Regions from separate parts of the Sminthopsis crassicaudata genome. Here region 2 is linked to region 1. A link is a contact called in public Hi-C data. All regions are on one chromosome and are shown on one strand. The core of a region is the stretch at or near the end of the contact, and the rest is flanking DNA. Distances in the headings are between cores, read along the strand shown. Region 1 holds the start of ZNF706 (zinc finger protein 706). Region 2 holds the start of YWHAZ (tyrosine 3-monooxygenase/tryptophan 5-monooxygenase activation protein zeta).

Region 1 (6,296 bases), core at 1,521-4,020:
ATAATACTCTACCATGAATCTGGAATGCTGTTTTCAAGTCCTGAGTGCCATAGTTTAGAAAGGATAAATAAGTTAGAGTGTGCCCAGAGGAAGATATTGGAAGATTATGAAAGGGCCTTGAGTTCTTCATCATGAAGGTCAGTTGAAGAAACTGTGGTATCTAGCTCAGAAGAATCAAAGTAGCAACACCATAGTAATGGAAATATTCAATGCTTGTAGATGAGAGATAAATGGATGAATGGATGGATGGATGGTAGATAAGACAGATAGGAAATATTGCACTCATTCTGTTTGGCCCCACAGGGTAGGACCAATAACAATGGGGGGAAGTTGCAAAAAAGACATAATTTCTAACAATTGGAGCTACCCAAAAGTGGAAATAGAAGGTCTTTACTTCCCCCATCTTAGAGATCTTCAAGAAGGGGTTGCTTTCCAGTATAATGTCTTTGGGTACTGCGTTGGAAACCTTGCTATTATAGAAGTATTATGAATTAATTATTCTATGAGTGGAAAAAAATAATTTCAGTTCTAAATTAAAAAAAAAAACAACCAATTTATCTTTTGGAATGCTGTTATGTAATATTGGAGGGAAGGGAATTAGATAACATATATCTCATCTTTTTATAAGAAATTCAATTCAGCATAATTTTCATGCCTAAAAGGAAAATGAGTTGTTTTTCTTTGTATATGAAGATAACAATAATAACTAAATTTATAACATTATCAAGATTTGAAAGGGACCTTTCAGAGTACCTAATATAAATCCTCATTTTACAAAAGAAGAAACTGAGGCCTTAGAGTCTAAGACGCAAAGAAAGGTAGATAGAAATAGTGGAGAATCCTTTGAAGTCAAAGAGCAATCCTTAAATGTATCTAGTGTTAAAAAAAATTCCAAAAACCCCCCCAAAAAAACAACTATATGTTCACATATGAGCCTTTAAAAAAATAAAACAAAAACATTTTAGCTTTTGAAATATCACTTATAAAAACAAAAGACATTTATAATTTATTGATATTACCTTAAAATCTGGAATTTAGTTCCAAAAGTTCAAAAATGACATTCATTAAGCATTATTTATATAAAACTTCTAAGTTGACAAAGTATTTTGCATCCATTAAAGTGATTTGATTCTAATGCTACTGATTTGGGCATAAGCTCTGAATTGCTTATCTAGCAATATCATAGATTTTCATTGATCAGTGGATTATTGGACATTGGATTCTCCTGTCTTTCAAAACATGTATTTGTGAGAAAGCTGGACATGGTTACGAATAAAGTCTATGATCTTGAAACAAAGTGAAGGTAACAGATTCATCTATAGGACATTGACTCATTGAGGGGTTAGCTACTCACCTAAAGAAAATAGGAAAGAGGGATTGTCTTCAGGGTCTTATTTTTTAGACAGTACAAACTTTATGTAGATTAAATATTAACAAAGTATTTTTCTCTAATTAAGGTCTTCCTTTTAATCTTATATCTTTATGATTTCCCAACTATATTAGTTCCTTTTTTTCATTTTGCATGTAAATAATGTCTCATTTCAGAAAATTTTTGTAAAAGTTTTTGTTGCATTTTCTTGACTTTTATCATTTATTACTGAATATGCCTAAAGGAGAGCCCTGGAATTCACTTTGAATTCTTTTGAAACAAAAATTCTTCTGATCTCTAATAATATAATCAGTACTTAATTAACCTTAGAATTACAGTCTTAGAGATGAAAGGGACCTCTGCAGTTAGCATCTGTACCTGAACAAGAATCCATTCTAAAACATCAATGAAACTGGTCTTGTTCTCCCAAGACATTATTAAATTTCTCAATTCCTGTGCATTTTTACTGGTTGCTGTCCACATGCCTGAATTACACTCTATCTTTCTTTGTCTCATAACTTCCCTGAATTATCTCAGCTAAAAGCTTACCATTATCAAAGTCCTCAAAGTAAAGATTACTAGCGGAGATTACCTCCCTCTGACATAATTTCCAATTTGCCCTTTATATATCTTTTATTGGAAATAGTTATTTGCATATTGCCTCCCCATTAGAATGAGCTTGTCTTTCTTTATAAATATAAAATTGGGTCCACAGAGATCAAAGCAGTTGCTATGATTAAGTATATGTAAAAGTAATGCATCTGAATAATTTGGGAGATCCAATATAAAATTGGGGAGATAATTTTTGAAATACTAAATTACATGCAATTTGGTATCAATATTGTGCTTTTAGCACCAATGCACTTAGTAGCAAGATAAAAATCAAGAATTAATAGATAAAGAGGCAGGTAGGTGATACAGTACATAGAGCAATGATTCTGAAGTCAGGAGGTCCTGAGTTCTAATACATTCTTAGACACTTGCCCCTAGCTGTATGACCCTGGGCAAGTCAAGTAATCCTAATTGCTTCAAGTCTCCTCTCCCCAAAAGACACATAGAAAAAAATAATACATAGACAATTAATTAAAGCTAGTATGATTTCTTCTAGGATGATTTCTTGGTTCTAGGGTCCAGGCAGTCCTAATTCATTTTTTGAAGTGACTCCTTTGGAACTCAAAAAATCATCATATACTTGTTTTCTTCTCTTGACATAAGAATGACCAAAAAAAGAAAAATAATGAAAAAGTCCAAAAGAATAGCAATGCAAGTGGAATACTTCTGGAAGGCTAATGTTTCTGAGAAGGCCCCAAGGTGTGGAATGCTGGACTGTGAGTGTTCTATGGCAGTTATAGATCAGTTGGCATAGAAGAGGAAAAGCAAATAAGCAGCAGCCTGAGATTATATCCTAACTTGGAATGGAAAGGGTCTTAAATACAAGGAATCTTATAAGGTACTGATAGTGTTTGGATACATATATACACATACATACATATGTATGTATGTGAGTATGTTTTCATCTTTCTTCCAGTATGTGTGTGTGCATTCACCTTTCTTCCAAATAGTTCAGAAGACTTTGAAGATCTGAAATAAGCTTTTACTTTGTAGGAAATAGAGACTTGGACTTTATAGAAAATGTGCTCAATTAGCCACAGATCTCTCAATATAATTATGTCTAAGGTTACATTTAAAATTTAAATAGTGACATGATTCTTAATAATACAGGATTATCTGAAAAATATGTTGATTACTGAGCTGTTAATGATTATGTTCAAAATATTAACATATATAAATATGCATATGTGTACATATAGTGTACATATGGATGTATATATAATATATACATAACTAGGTATATACTTTGGCATATTCTGGGCTGTAGATAACAATGTAACAGGAATGCCTCATATACCAGTAGATGATTAATATTTATTTGATTGAATTGAACACAGTACTTAATCAGATTTAAGAAGTATCCTTCTAATTACTGCATAGTCTTATATTGTTTATCTTGTTTAGGAGGCCAGTTGTTGCTCATAACTACTGTTATATGCTGTAGATCATGCTCATATTTTAGACCCCCATTCATCCTCCTTCCTCACAACTATTGTGCAGCTGTCACCAAAGCAACCAAGAGATTTGGGCTAATTTAAAAATATCATTGCATTGAAATCTTATCTTAAATTTCTGACTTCTATAATTCTGTACATTACATATATTGATTTGGTTCTTCATTTGTAGTCTAAAGATACTTAAAATACTAACAGACATGATAAAATTGTTCAAAGAATAACTTGACTGTAAATTCTTATATGAAATTTTAGCTTCTTGTATGGAAGCTAAATAGATGTTTTAGCAATCCATCAGATAGTCTATAAAGATGTTTCACCACATATGCCAATATCCTGAGTTCTTACCAGATGAATTTAACCAATTTTATAACCCCTGTATCTCAAAACAAAATCAACAAATTTATTAAGTTTTATTATGTGACAGATGCTGTGTATGATCTGGGGAAGCAAAAGACCAAAACGATTAAAAAAAAAAAAAAGCCCCTCCCTCAAAATAGTTTCCATTTTGGGAGGGACAACACTAACATTATATAAATAGATACAAAATATTATAAATATCAAACTTGAATAGGTGGGCCGGTGGTGGGGAGTAGGCTACTACCTCAAGGTAGGAAAGGCTTAAAGTAAGAGGTGGCCTTGAGCCGAGAGTTTTAAAGGGAGGTAGGGATTCAATGACATCATTTAGTCTTGTCGACCAGCGTTTATTAAGCGTCTACTATGAGGCACTGTGCTAAGCATTGGTTTTTACCAAGAAAGCTAAAAATCAGTCCCTGTTCTCAAGGTGCTCACAGTCTAATGAAGTGGATGTGAGTGGAAGGAAGCATTGTCTGTGCAAAATAGAAGAGGTGGAATACTTCGAATGAAGAATAGCAAGTAAACCAGTTTGGCTGTGAAGGAAAATGCGTTAAGAAGAGTAATGTGAAACTTACAGGCCTGGAAATAAATCGGTGTGGGTAGTAGTGATGGTAGGGGGTAGGAGGGCTGGGTGGGGAATGATCCAGAGGTAAAAACATTCACCTTCCATACAGCTCACTAACTGTAGTTTTAATAAAGAGTGGGTAGAGGCTGGAATTGAACTAGCAGGTAAAAGCTATTTGCGAATTGTCACCAAGAAAGACTCTTCTACAAACAGATCCTTCCCCCAAGCACAGATACATTGAGTTAGCTGTGGATGGGTCTAAACGAGGACCGTTAAAACCCAATTCTTCAGCACAAAAGGTGAGCACATTTAGCTGGCTTAAGATTTAGTTCTTTTTTTCTGGGAGGAGACAGGATTTTCCAGCGCCCTTTAACTTTGACCATAGGAGACCCGGAGACCCCCGGTTCCCCCTCCCCAAACCTTGGGGGCAGAAGGACTGGGCTTGGGCTCTGTGATTTGGAGGGGTGGGGGTGGGGGTGGCGTGAGGTAAACTGAAGGCTGTGAGAGAACAAAGGCTGCCGGGTCCCTCTTAGAGGTCATCCCAGGCCGGGGCTCCCATCAGTCTGGTCCAAGTCTGGCGACTGAGCTCGGGGAGCGGGCCTCCCCTCATGCCCGGCCACCAACCAGTCTCAACCTCTACACTGAACTGCCCTGCTAGGGCCGCCCCACAGACTGAGAAACTCCTCTCCCAAGCAGGCTTAGCAGCCACCCACCCCCTTAATCCCCTTAGATAGTTGTTAGGCAAAAGCCGCAGAAGCAGGCGGGTACCCAGGAGCTGCCCGGAGGTGAGGAAGAGGAAGAGGGCAATGGAGGGGGTGAGGGCGGGGCAAACTGCGGAGGAGGATGCGGGTGCAGTTGCGGCTGCGCGGCCTGGGAAGCCCTGGCTAAGCCAAGCCAGGCCAGGCCAGGCCAGGCCAAGAAGGGGCCTGGGCCGGGGCGCCTAAGGAGAGTGACTCGGTGAAACAAATAACCTGACTGGGCCAGAGGGCGGCAGTTAGTTCCCAGATTAAATTTACTCCCGGCCTTCCGGAGCTATCTCAGGGGAAGGGACACTCGAAAGCACAGAATGAAGACGGCAGCACCTCTGAAAAGGTCGCTGTCGCTAGCCCAGGTTTCCGCTCGCCCCCTCCCCCCCGTTATGTAATAGGGATGCGCTGCCATTGGTGCGCGCCGACCGGAAAAGAGTCAGTGTGCGAGCCGAGGGGGGGGGTAGAGGAAGGGGCCTGAGGGCGGAGCAGAAAGGAGGGGGATTAGTGTGGAGGTTGGGGGGAGGGAGTGTCGGAGGAAGAGAGAGGGTGCGCGCCCGGCGCTGGGGAAACCGGGAGAGCAGCCGCCGCTGCAGCAGCTGTCGGGAAGCGTGGGCGGGCGTGCTCGCGCGCGTGTGCACGCGGCGCCGTGGGGTCTCGCCTTTCCTATTGAGGCGGGCGGGCAGGCGCGTGCGCGCGATAGGCGTGAGGCGCGGACTGTTGTACGCTCCCTCTCTCCTCTCCCGGGCAGGCGGGCGGGTGGCAGCGGCGGCGGCTGCGGCGGCGGAGGAGGCCGTGCGGGGAGCGCTCAGTCTCTCACTCAGTCCCTCCTCCCTCCCTTCCCCACCCTCCCTCCCTCCCCCGCCCCCAAGCACCCTCGCCCTGCGCGGCGCCTCAGACGCCGGACTGTCCCAGCCCCGGTAAGCGGCTCCGGGCACCTCGGCGGCGGGAAGGAAGGGACGGGAGGGGGAGGACCGAAAGATCGAGGCCGGGGCCCGGGGGTCCGGCCCTGCTGCTGCACCCGCCCTGGGCGGCCGTGGAGGAGAAGCAGGGGGAGGATCCAGCAGCAGCAGCAGCTGCGGGAGGGCCTGGGGCAGAAGGGCTAAGGTGTTTTGTTTTTTTTTTGGGAGGGGAGGGAAGCGTGGCCTTTGCTCAGGGTCAGTTCGGGAGGGGGGGAACACTGCGAGGCTGGG
Region 2 (6,557 bases), core at 2,231-4,730, 360 kb after region 1:
CAACCATTCCCCAATTGATGGGCATCCATTCATTTTCCAGTTTCTAGCTACTACAAAAAGGGCTGCCACAAACATTTTGGCACATACAGGTCCCTTTCCTTTCTTTAGTATTTCCTTGGGATATAAGCCCAGTAGTAGCACTGCTGGATCAAAGGGTTTTGATAACTTTTTGGACATAGTTCCAGATTGCACTCCAGAATGGTTGGATTCTTTCACAATCCCATCAACAATGCATCAGTGTCCCAGTTTTCCTACATCCCCTCCAACATTCATCATTATTTGTTCCTGCATTGATAACCATTTTCACATGAGGTTTCAAATGACGTAATTTCTAGGCGAGACTCCCCATTGCAAAGATATAGAACTCTTGTTTACATACATAACCCCTAATACCAGAAGAATTATGCCATCATATATTCAGAGATGGAAGGAGACTTGAAACCATCTACTCCAATTTTCTTGACAGATGGCGAAAGCAATCAAGTTGACTTTGCCAATATGACAAATGGAACAGTGGTGGCAGAATTGCGTTTCCACCAGGTCCACCAATTTTAAATCCAGCAGGTTTTTGGTGTTTTTTAAACTGTTACCATGACTGTTCTCTATCCTTTTACTCACATCAATCACTTTCCAAGTTGTCATTTCTGTATCATCTCTGAATCCCATTGCAATACACTGTTTTGGACCCTTCTTTTCAGAAGGGTCTTGCCTCATTATCCTCAGACCAATTGGGCTCCAAACAGCTACTAATGTACTACCATGAACATATCATTACTTTCAATAGCTTCTCATTACCTATCAAATAAAGTTTAAATTAATTACCCTGGTATTGAAATTCCATAATCTCCAACTTTTATGTACACACATATGTACATAGTACATTTTTTTCTAGTGAAACTATTCATCCTACCCGATTCTCACCAGCTTTCATCTGCCAATCCATGATCATACCCAAAAAAGTTAGCCAAGATTTCCTTTGACTAATATAGCTTGCTTTATAATATACTTGTGGACATATGTCATATCTCTGCCACTGTCCTTTTCCCACTCCCACTACACAATATGCTTCTTATATGACTGTCATTTTTCATTTCTGTTTCTTCCATGCTTAGCCTAGTACCTTGCATATTGTCAGTACTTAATGTGGAACTGAATTTAAGTGGTCAGACTTCTGTTGGTCCTCATGATTAACAGCATATAATAAAGACATATCTATATAACCATAAAGTAGAACTAAGTGAAACTATCTTAATTGTCTAGACTCACCTCTATCTGAATAAGTTACATTTTCACACTTGGAAATGTTTTATTTTCCTCTCTTACTAAGACTAAAGTGAGTTGGATTTAGGGAGTGGTATCAGGAAATTTATGAGAGATATGAGGGATATATGGGTCTTGCTAAGGGCACTAATAAGCAGCTTTATTTCTGCAGTAAAATTCTACCTCTGAAAGCCCTTTAAAATGTATTTGCTTATTTCATCTTATCATTGTGAGATAAAACAGGGATATACAAGTTTTATAGGTGAACAAAGTAAAACACAGAAGTTAAAACGATTTTACAAATCTCTTCATTGGCCCAACTAAACATCAATTTGGTTTTTTTCCAAGGCATGTTTTCCTCTTATTCTTCCACCTGAAATGTAGATATAAACGACTTTTCTACAGTGTGAAACCTCACCTGTTACCAGTGACTTAAGCTACTTATGTTCCTATTTAGACCCCTAAAATCTGCCTGTTATTTAATAGATATCTCATCTTGAAGTATTGTTAAATGTCACATCTACCATATATCTTTACTTTCCCCATAAAAATATAACAAGCTTCTTGAAGGTAGCAATGATCTTTATTTTCTAAAGCACAGGTTCCTCCATGTAACCTTTCCCCACTTCCCCCTTACTAAATTCCAGTAGTTTCCTATTATCTTTAGGATCAAACCCTAAATTTACTGTTTAATAACCAAAGCCATTCTTAACTTAATCCCCTTTCCTCCGACCTTTCTTCCTACACTTTACTCCTGGACATGAAGTCTTCAATCCAGAGGCACTGGCTTCCAGGCAATTCCATGAATGACACTCTACAGAAAACCATACCCTACCCTTTTTAATTATGGTACCTTCCTCTGTTAATTATTTCTTACTTATCCTGCACATAACGTGCTTTTGCCTGGTAGTTTCCTCCACTAATTGAAAACTCTTTGAGGGCAGGAATTGCCTTTTACCTTTTTCCCCCAGCCCCCTCCCCACCCCCACCCCCCCAATCTCCAGTGCTTAAGGCAGTGCTGGGTCCAGAATAAGCACATAATACATTTTTATTGAGATTGTGTCTTACCTCCACAATACTTATATTATCTTGCAAACTGCAAGTGCTTAATATTTTGATTGTTAAATCAATCCACCTAGCTGAATACACTTCAGCTCGTCTGAAAATTAAGTTCAATATATGGGTATCCTTTTAAAAACAGTTCATTTTTTGTATATAGATTTGAAAGCATTTCATTAAAAGATGATATAACTTTAATATTCTTTGTCAAATTTCTAGGACCTAGAAACAATTTACTCACTTTTTAAGAGATAATTTAAACCTTTTTAAAAACATTCATTGTGAATGAGTCATTCTTTTAGAATTCAATTCGTTGTTATGGGTGATTTAAACGTCCTACAAGATGAACCCTGACCTCGGGAAAAGAAAAAAATCTCACTAAAATGGACTTATCCGTGCTTGTTTTTGACTGGTACATTCTAATACTAACTGTAAATCGGACAAATGGTCCCGGGGGAGTTTCCAGGACTGCTTGGTGGGCGCAGAAAACTGTGACCGGTACCTGTAGAAAAGGATGGACACGGTATTACATAATGTCAAAATAGATGTAACAAGTCTATGAAGGCAGACATTTAGACTGAAAGTAAAATCTGAGACTTTCATCAACTATCTTTGGACTCTTGGTTAAAGATTCTAGACCATTCTGAGACAGTTGTCCAAGGCTGTTTCTTCCCCCTAGGAATCCATTTATTGTATTTAAACGTAAAGAAATAAGAATCCGATTTCATGCCCAGCACATGACGTTAAATTCCCTAAGCGTTCTGCTGTAGTTCGGATAGGCTTAGTAGCTCAGGCTGGCATGTTTGTAGCACTTCCTCCCACCAGCTGCCCTTTTCCTCGGAACCATCCATCAGTATTTCCCGGGGCCTCTACGGGATCGGAGAACACCATAAGTGTGAGCCTAAACTATTCGCGCATTGATGCCGCTTGCATTTTAAATCCCTGCACCCAGACCTAACGGGGAGAGAAACGTAAAAGCCTCATTTACAATAAAGGGGCAGCGATATACTATGCTCTAGGACAACCTACAAGAAGATACTTTTCTTCCAAGCTCACTTGGTTTTTCCTATCAATGACTTCTCAAATGTCCTCAAAACGCCCGGCCATGACCACTCCCTAACGAAGCCTCTGCTTTCCAGATCAGTACATTTGGGCCTTTTTGAATGCAGAAGCGCTCTTTCTCGTCCTTCGAGCGCGAGGAGTACTTCCTTGGCTTCATCTACTACCTCCCACCCCTTCCTCTTCTTCCTCCTCTCCACCTAAACTTAGGACCCACCCCTGTGATCCTCTCTAAGTCGTCAATCCTCCCAGATCCCGAACTCCGGATTGGAAAACTTCCCCGTCACTCAACCCTCACTCAGAGGGTTGGACTCCTTACTTTCTTTTCCGAGCCTTAAAAGGTCACAAGGCTGCTTTCCCCAAGCCGACCAGGTAAAGCGGCGCCGGTGGGTAAGGGGGGAGGGGAGAAGAAGAGAGAATCTGGAGGGGGTGAAATGGAGGGGAGAGATGTCTACCCCGGCCTACCCCGCCCCCGCCCCCTCCCAGTCAGGCCAGCCCCGCCCCGTAGACAGCATAGGGGGAGGGGCGAGGCAACTCTCCTGCCCTTCCCCCACCCCTCCCCCCGACCGTTCCGGCGGGGGCCCCCCCACCCTACCCCCAGCCCCACCCCAGATCGATCACAATGCAGGAGCTGAGGGGCAGTTCACACAATCCGGTCGCTAGACCCAGCCCTGGGGGCAGTAACTGCGGCAAAGGGCGGGGGGCGAGGAGGGTAGGGGGGTGGGTGGGGAGGGGGGGGGAAAGGGAGAGGGAAGTGGGAGGGGGGGAAAGGGAGAGTTTGAAAGGCCCCGGATGTTGCTGAACCGCTGCCTCAGCCAGAGGGAGTGTCTAGCGCAGGCGCTGAGGGACCTAGCGAAAGGCTAAGGTGGGGCGGCAGTTCTTCCCTCTAGTGGGGTGGAAGGAGGAGTTTCAGAGGCGGTGGGGGCGGAGGAGGAAAGGGTAGGGAGGTTGGGTTGCGGTGGGAGAAGTGGAGAAGGGAGGGTATTGCGCCCCGCGCAGGCGCTCTCGGGACTGGGATTGGGGAGGAAGGAAGGCGGAAAGGGGTGGGGGCTGGGTAAAAGTTGGGTCGCGCGCGTTCCCCAGCTCCGCTCGTTCGCTCTTTTTCCTCGCGCGCGCGCGCCGGGGAGCGGCGGTTGCGCTTGGGCCCTGGAGCGGTGGGCACCAATCAGCGGTTGCCATAGCAGCGTTTGACGTCATCGTGCGTGTGGAGCCCCTGCTGCCGGAGCTGGTGATTGGAGGAAACCCCGTGTCTGCGGAGCGGCTGGAGCCTGTGAGCTGAGAGATATAGGGACAGAGTCTCAGCCCCGCCGCTGCCACTGCCGCCGCCCAGAGACCGCTGAACCCCCCGTCCGTCCGTCCGCCGCCGCCACTCACTCCGGGCACAGGTAAGCGATGGTGCCGCCGTACCCCGGCCCTTTCCCTTTCTTAGCCCCACCTTGGAAGGGGTAGAAGCGAGTTGGGGGAAGAAATCTCCCTCTCTTACGGCCGCCCCCTCCCTCGTCCCCAGGCTGGCCGCCTGGCCGGGCGGTAGCGGCGCTAGGCTGAGGCGGAGTCTCCTCAGGCGGAGATGGGGCGGCGGCTTCCCTTCCGCTGGAGTCGGGCCGCGCTTGCTAATGCCTCCGGCTATTGATTTCGGGAGCAACAGTTTTTCAACGACTCGGCCCCAGATCTCCCCCCTATTCGCTCCCCTCCCCCCTTCACCCACCGAAAAAAAAAAACCGCGCCCACCGCGGAGATCCCCGGGGATAGGCATCCGTCCTCGAGGCGCTGGCAGAGGAGCGGGCTGCGGGGGTGGCCCCGTGTCCTACCCTCCTACACTCCGGAAAAAAAGGGGGGGAAATGAAAGAATCTCCCTTGTTCCTGCCCCATCTCTGCCTCCCCCTCTCTTCGCCTGCCTCCCGAGATAATTATTCCGCCGCTGCGGGCATTGCAGTAGCCGCGGCGGCGGCGCAGGTGAGGCCGCCCCCTCCCCTCTTCTCCACCCTCCTCCCTCTCCCCCGAACCACTCCCTCCCCCCCTCCCGCCCTCGCTCTCGGAGGCGCAGGCTCGCTCTGCTCGCGGGCGGGCGCTGCGGCGGCGGGAGGGGGACCCAGCCTGCCCTCCCCCCCACTCCCGGAGGGGCCAGTGGCCCCGCTGGACTGCAGGGAGGAGACCACTGGGGCAGATCCGCACCCCCTCCGGGCCTGCTCTGAGCTGTCCGGCAGGTAGTTTCGGGGCGAGGTCACCCTCCTTGGCCGAGGCCTAGAATGCGGCTTGCCCCCAGTTGGGTGTGTGTGTGTGGGGGTGCTACCGCCCACTGAGAGTGAGGGTTCTGGGGTGGGGCATGCTCGTCTTGTAGTGGAGCTGAATCGCCTAGGTTAAAGCCGTGGGAGGAGAAAAGCCGAGCAATTTCCCGGGGAGGAGGGGTGGAATAGAAAGGGTGTTTTTTTTTGTTTTTTGGTTTTGTTTTTTTGGCCTTATTAAGGCGCTGGTGAATGAACGGGGAAGATGGGGTGGGGGTGGGGAGGTCAGGTAGAGCTGGGACTGGGCGTGAGGCTCGGCCCCCGCATGGGGGCGGCAGAAGGGGCGCTAAAGTCCCCCCCTTAGACCTCTGCCCTGATTTTCCGGGGCCGGACTAAATCGCTTTCGGGGGTTCCTGGGGAAGCTCTGGCACTTTGCCTGCCTGGGCGTGGTTCCTCTGCCTTCTCCCCCCACCTGCTGCAGCTGTTGTATCCTTAGAGCCTCGGTAAATGGGACCGTGCGAGGACGGGCGGCCTCGGCGGATATCGCTCCCCGTGGGGTGTGTCCATTACCGGGCTCGTAGTGGTTCCGCTTCGCCGGGGCGGACGCTGCTGCTGCGCCGTCCCGCGGGCCTGAGTGGCGCCCCCTCCCCCTCGGGCGGGGGCGCGGGCAGCTCCTCCCTCTCGCTCTGGTTGGAGGGGGAATTAACGCTCCTAGTCGTGGGTTGGGCTCGGTGACACAGATCCGCCATGACAAAGAGAGGTGGAGAAGAGACTAGTGCTGCTAGCTTGGGAGGAGTCAGGAGGAGCCTCCGGCCTGAGGAGGATGGGAGAGGGCTCAACTTCGGGCCCCTCTGACGGCTCTGGGCTTGTTTTTAACCCTTGTTCTGTCCTGAGTTGAGGGGTGAGGCAGTGCCTCAAGCACCATTTTATTTCGAGAAGAACCTCCACTTCCGTTGG

What was found. Hi-C and Micro-C count contacts between places; a contact is called where the count stands out from the background.
Region 2: a contact with region 1 is called in a Hi-C map of hippocampus, with 2.3 times the contacts expected there. The contact joins the promoter of YWHAZ here to the promoter of ZNF706 in region 1. A contact is called at or near these places in 2 of 2 Hi-C or Micro-C datasets (fibroblasts and hippocampus).

The regions. Positions count from the first base shown.
Region 1 is chr1:139,940,256-139,946,551 of ASM4859323v1, forward strand. ZNF706 (zinc finger protein 706) reads left to right here and starts at 2,771. Exons shown (of 4, transcript XR_012482339.1): 1 at 2,771-2,819.
Region 2 is chr1:140,295,958-140,302,514 of ASM4859323v1, forward strand. It overlaps YWHAZ (tyrosine 3-monooxygenase/tryptophan 5-monooxygenase activation protein zeta), which reads left to right and starts at 3,481. Exons shown (of 6, transcript XM_074268028.1): 1 at 3,481-3,750. LOC141543147 (a long non-coding RNA gene) reads right to left here and starts at 3,828. Exons shown (of 2, transcript XR_012482353.1): 1 at 3,698-3,828; 2 at 2,496-2,821.